Regions from separate parts of the Sus scrofa genome. Here all the other regions are linked to region 1. The links are chromatin contacts, called in public HiChIP or PLAC-seq maps. All regions are on one chromosome and are shown on one strand. Each heading gives the region's core, a stretch centred on a gene start, on an enhancer-like site or on the middle of the called end of the contact. The rest is flanking DNA. Distances are from core to core; before and after follow the strand shown. Region 1 has its middle 94 kb from the start of DNAH5. Region 2 holds the start of TRIO (triple functional domain protein). Region 3 has its middle 66 kb from the start of TRIO.

Region 1 (3,486 bases), core at 674-3,173:
AATTCAGCAAGAGCTAAGGAGTGCCTAGAACTTCTGTAGGTATTGTTAGGAGCACAAGCGAGAACAAGCTCAAATCCGAAAATGGATGCTAATTGTTCATGCTAGTAAATCCCTATAAATATATAGGAGACACTTGTTCTCACTCCCCCACCAGGCTTTGTGGGGGTTTCTTTAATTCCTCTGGGAGGGTAATGTGAGCCTTCTAACTTGTGAAGATTTCTCATTAAACAACTATTTGCCTAATTGGGGTAAATCAGCTAAATGCTAATTAGTATCTTCCAAAGAGTAAAAATAGATCTCTAATCTCTCACGTTATTGCTGAGTACAGAGAGCACCAGGGAACCATGTTTTCAGAGCCTCCGTCTTATTTAATGGTTTACAGATTCCACGCAAAACCCTACATGCCAGTTGCATGGCAGTAGCTGACACGCAGCTGAGACGCTCAAACGTGGTTGATTTCCAGAGGCTGTTGTCATGAGAATCTCAGTCATTCGTGGCTATAATTGTGCTTGTGCAACTCTGATGAAGAATTCCCTCTACAATTATGTGGGCTGGAATCATGCTGGAGAAATTCAAGTGACAGCTGAAGAGAACAAGATGGAATGAGAATGGCCAAAGTTATGACAAATAGTTATGCTCGCCACATATTGAGACTTGGGGACTGGCTTTGGCAGATGGCACATTTGGACTCCTGTGCTCCCCTTCTGGAGGATTCCCGAGAGATGCTTCTGTGACAGCTGATGCTTCCAGCTGACCTCATATCTGAGACTTCTGGCTTCTCTTGCCCAAAATTCAAGTGGTTTTTTGCCTGCTATTGATATGGATGTTCTGGAAATTCTTGTGGATCACTTAGGGTTTTCCAATGAAAGTGGCCTAAATGATGGAGTGGGGATCCATCATCTCCTTCCAACAAGAATGGAGGGAGGAGTTGTTTGGGGTTAGCATCTCAGGGATGTCACCAGGGCCCCCAACTCATCTCATATTTCCACTCTGCCATCCTGGGCATGTTGGCTTTCATCCTCAACTTTGTCCTCTCAAGGTATGACATCATTTCTTCATAAAACTGTGTCTAGGTCCAAGGAAGGGACGTTATTCTAGATTCCCTCCAAAGTAGAGCCTGATATCATTTATAAATGATACACTTTATAAATGATACATTTACAAATGATAAATGTATCATTTATCATTTATTTGGTCCAGAAACTGGGAGGGAGGAACTGGGGACATGAGGCAGAGAAGGAGGAAAAACCAATACAAGGATGTGTCATTGAGCTTCTGCTGTGGGTGCCAGGGGCTAAGTTTTGCTGGGATGTACTGGAAAGTGCCCAGAATATAGCCAGGATTGCCCTCTTGGAAGACTGAGGCTTCTGGAGTCTTCATCCACTGTTCCCATAGCTGGAAGGGCAAAGAATGCCGGTGTGTGAGGTGGCAGGCGTGGCATAGGAGAAGACTCAAAGGCCAAGATGTAAAGAAGCATAGTGTGTGTGCCTGAGGTGGGATGCTGTCAGCTCAGGGTGAGTAGGAGCACTTAAGAATGCCCATCGTTGTGGTGCCAGGCTTGAAATTAATATTCAGTAGTATGTGCTGCTTTGATATCTGAAGCTGGGAGGGCTGGTTCTCCTCCCCACCCTGCTCCCACAGATAAGGTCCACTAGCCAAACAACTCTCCTCATCCTGGGAATAGGTCCTGCTGCTGTTTATCCCTGAGTAAGACTCAGTTTCCTGCCAGACCACGGAGTTATTTGAACAAGACTATCCTATTCTCCCGGGAGAACCATGGGGCACCCCAAACTTTTGATACTACAAATCCTGCTTCCCACAGCCCTGCTTGATGGCTCTGATCCCTAGTGAAGCCCTGTGTCCTGCATCGTATGCTGTGTCCCCTTCCCAGGCATGAGCATACGTGACTATAAATGGCCTTGACCTCATCTTGTCCAGTGTTGGGCGCTCAGCCACCCCCAGAACTCTAGGGTAGGAATTCCTCCCTCACCAATGGTGAGAGGATGAGATAAACAACTGGTAACTAAGAATATCCACTATGGATACAGTTGAAATCACATGAAACCACAGTGGACCAAGGGATGTGCTTGCTGCAGGGAACCATAGGCAGCTGCTACGGAGGGGAAAATGGGGGAATTTTTCCTTTTTGTCTCTTTTGAAAAATCAGGATCAAGGATCTTTCAAAGAAGCCCCCAGGATGTTCCTGTAATGTCTCATTGGACAGAACTGGGTGACCTACCTCTCTCTGAACCAATCTCTGGCAAATGGCAAAACGACAATATGAAGACTGTTTAGACAGCCATCACAATTAGTCCTTTGTGGTGGGGTAGGGCCCACCTTCTGTGAGAACATTTCCCTTCTATGCCTGGATGAAATCAGGGTTCTATTAGAAAAAAATAAGGGAAAAATGGCTGTTGGGTTTGCAACTAGCGGTATCTACTTGCTAAATGATGGAGAAACCATTCAAAGGTTTAGGGGGCAGAAATAGTGCCATCTCTATTTTTTTTTTTTTAACTCTGGTGACAGTATAAAAGAGAAAATAGAGAGGCAAGAAATTGAGGCAGGCCAACCAACTCTGACACAACTGCCTGAAGTGAGGACAGTGGCCATAGCAATCCTGTGGGATGTCGACAATGGAGGAGGGGAAAAAAACCCCAGGGGTTACGGTATAAGAGACTGAGGTCCACTGGCTCCTCGACAGTACCCTAGCCCTCTTTCAGGAGGGCTAGGTTGGAAAGAGGGCTAGCCCTCTTTCTGGTTGGAAAAGTCTGGGGCGAGGCCCAAGAATGTGAAGTTTTGACTTATACCCTCCAGGTGATTCTGAAACAGGTGGCTGGTGCCCACAGGTTGAGTGTCCTTCCACCCAGTGAGTAAATCCCTGGGCTGGAATTACTGCCAGCACCCCACCGGGGGTGGGAGGTAATCTTCACTCTTCCTAAAGTTTCTTTGTCCAGCCACCAGGGTTCTGAATCCCTGAGCTGGCGTGCTAAGAATCTGCATCAGTGCAGGTCATCCACACAGGCGAGGATGAGATCCAACAACTGGTAACTAACAATAACGGGTTTCAATGACAAACCTCCTAGTCTGGCTGAAGCCCTCTGCATTTTCCCCTAATAGCTCCTGGATAGCCAGTGACCTTCATCCTTGGGTCTACCTGATATTTGCAGCTGACTTTCATCTACTAGATTGCTCTTGGACCTTCCCTTTGAACTGGTGAGTGGCTGACTTGGCTTGAGCCAACAGCATCCCACACACAAGCTGCCTCATTCCTTCATTCTCTAAGTATTTACTGAGTCACCTTTCGCCAGGCATTATTCTAGGCCTTGGGGATCCAACTTGGAAACACATGGGCAGCGTCCCCACCCTCTGATGCTGACACAACATGAGTCACATTGTAAAAAGAAAAGTACACAGTCAAATGGGTTGAGTTGTGGTCCTCCCTGAAAAAAAAAATTAGGTCCAAATCTAATCCTTAGTACTTATGGA
Region 2 (3,486 bases), core at 512-3,011, 230 kb before region 1:
TAAAATTGGCAAAACATCCATAGCTTTCATTTCATCATTTTTTCGAAACCCTGAAATACATAAGGAGAAAATAAGATTACCAAGTTGCTTGAGTGTCCTTTAATTTCTGAACCATCCTAGCTCAAATCTCACCACAGCTGCTTTCTTCACACCCATTAAATCAACTGGAGAAATATCATTATTTGAAATCATTTGAATTCTTTGAAGGAAAGTCTCTGATCACAAGACCACTTCTATTGTAATGCTCAAGAATGAGCTACAGACCCAGACCCAGAGTCTCCCGTACCCAGCAGGCTCTCGGTCATTTCTATATTTGGTCCCCAAAAAACAGGATATGAAATCAGTCCAGGCAGTTTCCAAAATATTCATTTTAATTTCATAGATTAACATAAACACTGGCAAATAAAGCAGTAATATTGTTTATAAAAAAACCCATTCATGGCACACCTGAACCTCTAGGGGGAGCTCAAAGCCTCCTCCTAATAGACTTTCCAATCCAGTTAAAAATAAACATTGTCAGGGAGGAGAGCAGGGATTATAAATAGCTGGGGACTGGCCACTGCTCCCTCCTGGCTCTGTCCTTCCAGGTTTTCTGGGTCATGCCCCCCTGGAGGAATGTCACTGGTTAATGTGGTCAGATGGCCTGGTGTCACCCGCTTCACAGGATGGCCAAGGTCCCTCCTTCTCACATCAGGCCAATTCTCCCCAAGCCCCAGCATCGTAGAAGGCCAAGTGGAAATACTGTGGCAAGGAGGCACGCAGCAGGCAATTTAGGCCAAGCCAATATCCATCTAAACAAAAGGAATTCTGGCAGCCCAAATACGGCTGGCCCAGCACTTCAGGGCAAATGCCCACGTGGGAGGTTGGGGTCAGACACGTTCATCCTCAGCATTTTTCTCTGGGACAGCTCCACCAGAGGTAATCTAGGTTTGGGAGGCCAGCCATCCTCATCAAAACCAGTGACTATCATTAATGGCAGAGCCATCTCTAGAAAGAACTAAAGACTGCTGCCCCATCTCTATTTTCCTGTCTGTTTTTGCCAAAACAGTACAAGGAAGTCTTTATTGAAAATACTTGTGAACTTGTATTGTAAGCCTGGGAACAACTGAAGCAAGAGACAGACCCAGAATTAAAAGCAAGAAAAGAGCTCTCAGTAAATGACGGAGCTTCCACTAAGGTGTCCCTGAGCAGTTCCTGTGGACCAGCCCTGCCGCAGGTTTAGCTTATAAAACCCACTGTCTAAGGAGGGCACAGGAGGGTGACCAAATGCACACACCAGGAAAGAGGAAATGACTTTAAAGTTCAGCCTGAGGGTGGGGTCCGGCCTAAGCCACCTGGGGCTACTAAAAGCAAGTCAGGACAGGGCAACCTCGGCCGCAAGAGGAGGAGAACCAAGAGGAGAAACTGTGGAGAGAAGGGGAGCCCCAGATTCTGTATATAAACTTGGCCCAAACCTCTGGCTGCCCACCGAGCCAGCACGTTGGGGGCAGGTTCCAAGCAGCTCCTGCTCCACATGAAGGGTAAGGACCTAAGTCCAGACTGGAATGGCACCCACTGCAGAGCCCAGCAGGCAGAAACAAGCCCACAGACTGCAACAAAACCAGCACCTTTTGGAGGAATCTGACAGAATCTGGTCGCTACAACATATTACTGAACAAAACAAAGAATGGGTAGATCAGTAACCATCCTTTCCATGGACGACTTAACACAGGAATGAAGGGCTCTGTGTTAAGGATGCAACCATGACACTGACAATCATCAGAGACTTTGTGCAAAGATGGCAGCAAACACATCTGGACGCTGACCCTGAGGTCCAGGTCCAGGGCCTTGGCAGCACTACCCAGCCGGCTGTGAAAGGGCTCGGCAACCCAGGCCTCCAGATCGCCAGGCCGGTTTGCTTTCCAATACACCATGCTTTGTGCTGGCAGCACCCCAAGCTCTTAAAACAGTGGCTATTTATAAAAGGCAGAACAAGAGCCAAGGTTCTGCAATTTCATCCTTAAGGTTCCTTCAAAACTCTTGAATGGACACAATGTAGTCTCAGCAATTCATCACAGGTCATTGGGTAATCCACTCCATGTGTCTGCAAAGACTGATTACACCTCAACTCCAACCGAGGTGGAGAGAGATGGCAGTGGGGTAAATGCAAAGAACAGTTAGGGGAGCTCCTGTTGTGGCTCAACCAGTTAAGAACTAGACAAGTATCCACGAGGATGAGGGTTTGATCCTTGGCCTTGCCCGGTAAGTTAAGAATCTGACGTTGCTGTGAGCTGCAGTGTAGGTTGCTGATACAGCTCGGATCCAGTGTTGTTGAGGTGTAGGCCTCAGCTGTAGCTCTGATTTGACACCTAGCCCAGAAACTTCCATATGTTGCAGGTGTGGCCATTAAAAAAAAAAAAAAAAAAAAAAAAAAAAAAGGAATTAGGCACCAGGGCAGCCCTCACAGAGACAAGCTCATAAATACCTAGAGAAAAATGTACAGTATGAAAGACTCTGTAAGCAGCACAAAGTACTACAGGACCCAGGCAATGGAGAAAGCAGATCAAATGACAGAAATACTGGGAAGGAGGAAGCTGTAGCTGTGATCCCAATCTACAGGTATTTGAAAATATCAGATAAGAAAATGCATGCTTCCTACTGGTCCCTCGTAGCCTATGCCCCAAGATGCCCTGGTCAGAACACAGCAGAACCCTGGGACTCTGCCAACTCGGAACTCCACCTATTTATTAACACCCCTGATGGAGTGAAGGATGCTAGTTAGAGAGGCTATGTCACAGGCTATCCCACAGGAAGAATATCCTACCGATGTGAGAACAAAGTCAAGAACACAAAACTTGACAATGAAAACCTCCATCTCCCACATTCCACTGTTAGCTACAGACTCACTCCCATGTATCCTTAGTTTCTTTAAAATGTAGTTGCTTTTGCCTGTCGGTCCCTGAATTGCCCTCTGAAATTGAGACTCACAGTTTTCTAGAGGAAGAAAGGCACATGACTCAATGGCTACATTGGTGTTGAAATGCATTAAATTCTATTGTGATATATGTACGTGCCTGAACATAGACTGGAATATAAATTCCAAATGCTTTTACCACATATTTTTGCTAAATATGTCACAAAAAAGAGATTTTTGTTTTGTTTTGGCCTAGAACACAGCATGCACAAGTTCCTGCGCCAAGGATGGAACCTGAGCCACAGCAGTGACAACACTGAGTCCCTTAACCACTAGGCTGCCAGGGAACTCCCTAGAGAAATTAATTTTATTAAAATTGAAGATGAAAACTTCTAAAACAGAAAATAAAATTTAAAAAAAAGCAGAAATAAAACTAACCACACAAAGAAATAGTTTGTGGCTATTATTAGGCTGGTCACCTAAGTATTATTTTCAATCTTTTTTCCATTTTTAAAAACACACCCAACAGGGCAAAGACTGAGGAAGCCTGTACATTTACTAAAGCTAGATTAAATATATCACATAACTTTCAA
Region 3 (3,486 bases), core at 643-3,142, 170 kb before region 1:
AATGTTATTCTTACGGAACAGGGTGGAATTTGGGAAGTAAGTAAATTATTCAGTGCCATGTCTAGGTGAGGACAATAAAGACACCTCCAGTCTTTAAAAGTTACAAATATACCTGGAATCAGGTATCTATCATACAATAATTTACCCAAAATCCCATGAAAACTACAGTGACTTCTTAATTCTCTTAACTCTGTGGGTTGACTGGATGGCTTTAAAAAACTATTAATAAAATCATAAATAAAAACTATAAATGACTGGAATGGATATATTCGTATTCACAGCAGGCAACACTGATATTTAAAATTACTTCATCTTGTGTATAGGGCCTAAGAATAGCCTAGAAATGTTGGCTGTGCTGGCATTACACTGGACTTTCACAGGGTGATAACAGGACTTTCATTTTTATCTTTTTGCCTGAAATTGTCAAAGCAGAGTAAGCAGGAATGCCATTTAGGTCCACCTACACCTCTGGGCCCGGATTTTCAAGCACTTCTGTGTTTCTGCTTTTATTTAATGTGATCTGCAGACAATCAATATTTCAAGAAAAATGAGCAAGTAGAGTTAATAAGTGAGCAGAACTAATTCATTAATATTTTCAAAGTAAACCTCAGTGAAGTAATAAAAAGAACCCCTCCCTTCACCCAAGAAAGGAATCATCTCAGCCCTCAGCTCCTCCCAGCCTCCAGGAAAAGATTCTGATATCAGAGCAGTTACACTTAATCCTCAAAGTTAACAAATAATGCAGCCAAACATTCTTAAAAACCACAGGAAGGTGACCTGCGCAAACCATTACAATCAAAATGCAACGCATTTATCTGTAATCAAGTCAGTGCTAGAAATCCTATTTAAAAGCATGTTTTAAGTTTAAAACTGCTATGGCTCCAGTACAGTTTTTAATTGGTATTACTTTTGTTGTATGGTAAACAGAAGCAAAATCTTGAGTTACTCCAAAGCATAAACAGCAGATCAGATTTATGTTTTCCTTCAGGATACAATTATCTTTGAAAGAATACTCATTTTTAAAACATTACTTAAATGTGGAAAGAATTTTAGACTAACTTTGAAAAAGCAAAAACTCAGTTAATAAAACAGGGAAAAATTAACTCACTAAATGGGCAGTCTGTTCATATGCTGGAACTGAAAATGATTATCTAACATCAGTAACCACACAAAGCAGAAACTGGGAGGAAGAATTCTTACTGGATGAATGGCCTTATTGTGTACTATGAATCAAAAAAACCCCAGTATCTTTCAGTTAAGATGCTCCTCTTAATGGAATTATTTCTGCCCACCCCACCCCCAGCAACTCTACAGCTGGCAGTCTTTAATCTCTGCTTGCAGATCCAGCCCAATTTCTAGACCGACCCAGGCTCCACGGGGAAAATAATAACCCTAAACCACACAGTCAACACTTAGTGGACACTCACAATAATACTGGACATGCGAATCCAGAATCCAGAATCCAGATAGGAAATATCAACGTTAATTCCCTGCCCCAAGAAGCATGCCCATCATTCAGAGGAGACAGAAATAAAACATATCACAACAGGTATTCAAACCACAAGTACAATTAAAGATTAAGGACAAGATCCTGGGAAGTGTTTAAGAGGGAGTTTCCTAATCTAAGGGGTCAGAGAAGCCTTGTGGCAAGTGACACTTAATCTGCAACCTGAGGACAGGGAAAGGCTGGGGGAGGGGGCAAGGCCCTGAGAAGGGTAGAAGGGTCCTTCTCAATCAGAACAAAGGCACCCATGGATCACAGTGACGGAAGGACTGAGGGCAGGGCCACCTGACTGCAGGACACAATGTGCCAAGTCCCTGCGACACGGTGTCTGGCTCCCTGAAGACACTGTGGCATGGCTGGTCCTCTCAGACTGTGGAGGGCCGGAAGCCCAGGTGGGAATCACTGGGTAATGGCCAGGATACTGCTACCAAGACCCTGCTCTAGACAGTGGAGAACTGTGACCCAACCCCTGAAAGATGCTATTTCAGGAGGGCCTCCTAATCATAACCACTGACCTGGCCCCGCCAGTGTCTCCCCCGAGTCTGTCCTGAACCAGCCTAACAGGCTCTACCCCAACCCCTTCTCCACAACTCGATATCTGGGCAAGGGTGCAGCATGACATCTAAATTAAGAAACCAAGTTCCAGCAAGGGGAATGGTCAGACCAAGGGTAAAATACGCTTCAAGATGCCAACTGGACAAGGCTCTGTTCAGGACCAGCAAAACTCTGGTGATGAAGATGGCATCCTTCATAAATCTCCTTCTTTGGGACAACAGGGTTGGGGCGGGGGGACCAGCGGGCAGGAGCAGGGGCCAGAAAAAGAAATGGTAATAAGAATACATAAGGCTAGAGCCTCAACCAGTGTCTAAGACATCTGCTCCAAAAGTCCAGTCAACAGAATGACATCAGGGGTAGAAATAATCCTCAATAACAACAGTCTCTTCTCAGTAAAAGAAACTAGAACTAGTTTTTTTGTCTGAAGGCAGCATATCGTTATAATTTTCCAAGAACTAATAGGCTTAAATCATTCAACAAAGAATAAGATTTTCTTGAAAGCAGATAAGACAGCTTTGTGTCTTTCTAAAGAATGAGACCATTGAAAAGAATATTTAGCAATTCTGCCTTAATAATCCAAAATCTACAAGTACTGAATTTTTTTAATCAAGGCAAATATTTTTATAGAAACATCTCACAATGATTTTTAATGGAACCTAGAAAAATGAACATTTAACACCTCGAGTTACAGGTTTGGGAGATTACTTTTCAGGAAAAGACTTTTCCATAGTTTTTAATAAACTGAAAGAAACTTACACTGAAAATGAACTATCCTGCTGCTATGCACAAAGACTTGAGTCTATTGGAAGGATAACTTTTAAAACTAACTACTGTCTGGGCCAAGCACCTCCCAAGGCTCCGAGTCACTTCCACATGACGACAGTCTGACTGCACAGGGGTTCTGAGGTTACAGACATAAGCAGAGGGGGCCCCTGGAGTTTGGTCCACAGTGCGCAACTGTGGGATTCACTGGGCAGGATCACAGGGGTTAAGGGGTTCAGAGAGCCAGAGCCCAGGTTTACACAGCCTCATCAGGGCCTAATGCAAAGGCCCCCAATCTGATGGTCCAAGGTCAGGAACAGAATCTCCCAAGCAGTGCAGCTAACCAGGCAACTTCTCACAACACCCCAAATTCCCACCATGAGAGCTCCAGGGTTAGGTTGTGCTGCTGCTTTCAGAAGCTCTCAACGAAAGGTGATTCTGTGGAATGAGAGCATTAACACCTTGAAAGAAAGGATGGGACAAATGATCTGAAACTTCTTGAATCTCTAAAACTTGAACTCCATACCTAGCACAATTAAGTGCTAGGCAGAGACTAGGGCCCAAAGAACCAGAGGACTAGCGAAGATGCTTCACCGTGTCCAGAAGAAGCAAGGTGGCTGGGAGAGGGAAACGGGCATCATGCAGTGTTGGTGGAAAAAATCCAG

What was found. HiChIP or PLAC-seq counts read pairs in DNA pulled down with a chosen protein or histone mark.
Region 2: a contact with region 1 is called in an H3K27ac HiChIP or PLAC-seq map of skeletal muscle. The contact joins the promoter of TRIO here to the enhancer-like site in region 1. A contact is called at or near these places in 19 of 47 Hi-C or Micro-C datasets (alveolar macrophages, embryonic fibroblasts, epiblast stem cells and 10 more) and 2 of 2 datasets of contacts at active chromatin or transcription factors (alveolar macrophages and skeletal muscle).
Region 3: a contact with region 1 is called in an H3K27ac HiChIP or PLAC-seq map of skeletal muscle. The contact joins two enhancer-like sites. A contact is called at or near these places in 1 of 47 Hi-C or Micro-C datasets (embryonic fibroblasts) and 2 of 2 datasets of contacts at active chromatin or transcription factors (alveolar macrophages and skeletal muscle).

The regions. Positions count from the first base shown.
Region 1 is chr16:3,458,453-3,461,938 of Sscrofa11.1, reverse strand. No RefSeq gene overlaps it. Among named protein-coding and RNA genes, the nearest start is that of DNAH5, 94 kb to the right of the region's middle. Within about 2 kb of position 1,923, at least 5 of the 83 cell types and tissues checked have an H3K27ac peak or open chromatin away from gene starts, as enhancers often do. A contact at or near this core is called in fetal skeletal muscle and skeletal muscle, where this site is marked.
Region 2 is chr16:3,689,115-3,692,600 of Sscrofa11.1, reverse strand. It overlaps TRIO (triple functional domain protein), which reads right to left and starts at 1,761. Exons shown (of 56, transcript XM_021077142.1): 1 at 1-1,761. The coding sequence starts at 30.
Region 3 is chr16:3,623,482-3,626,967 of Sscrofa11.1, reverse strand. No RefSeq gene overlaps it. Among named protein-coding and RNA genes, the nearest start is that of TRIO, 66 kb to the left of the region's middle. Within about 2 kb of position 1,892, at least 7 of the 83 cell types and tissues checked have an H3K27ac peak or open chromatin away from gene starts, as enhancers often do. A contact at or near this core is called in skeletal muscle, where this site is marked.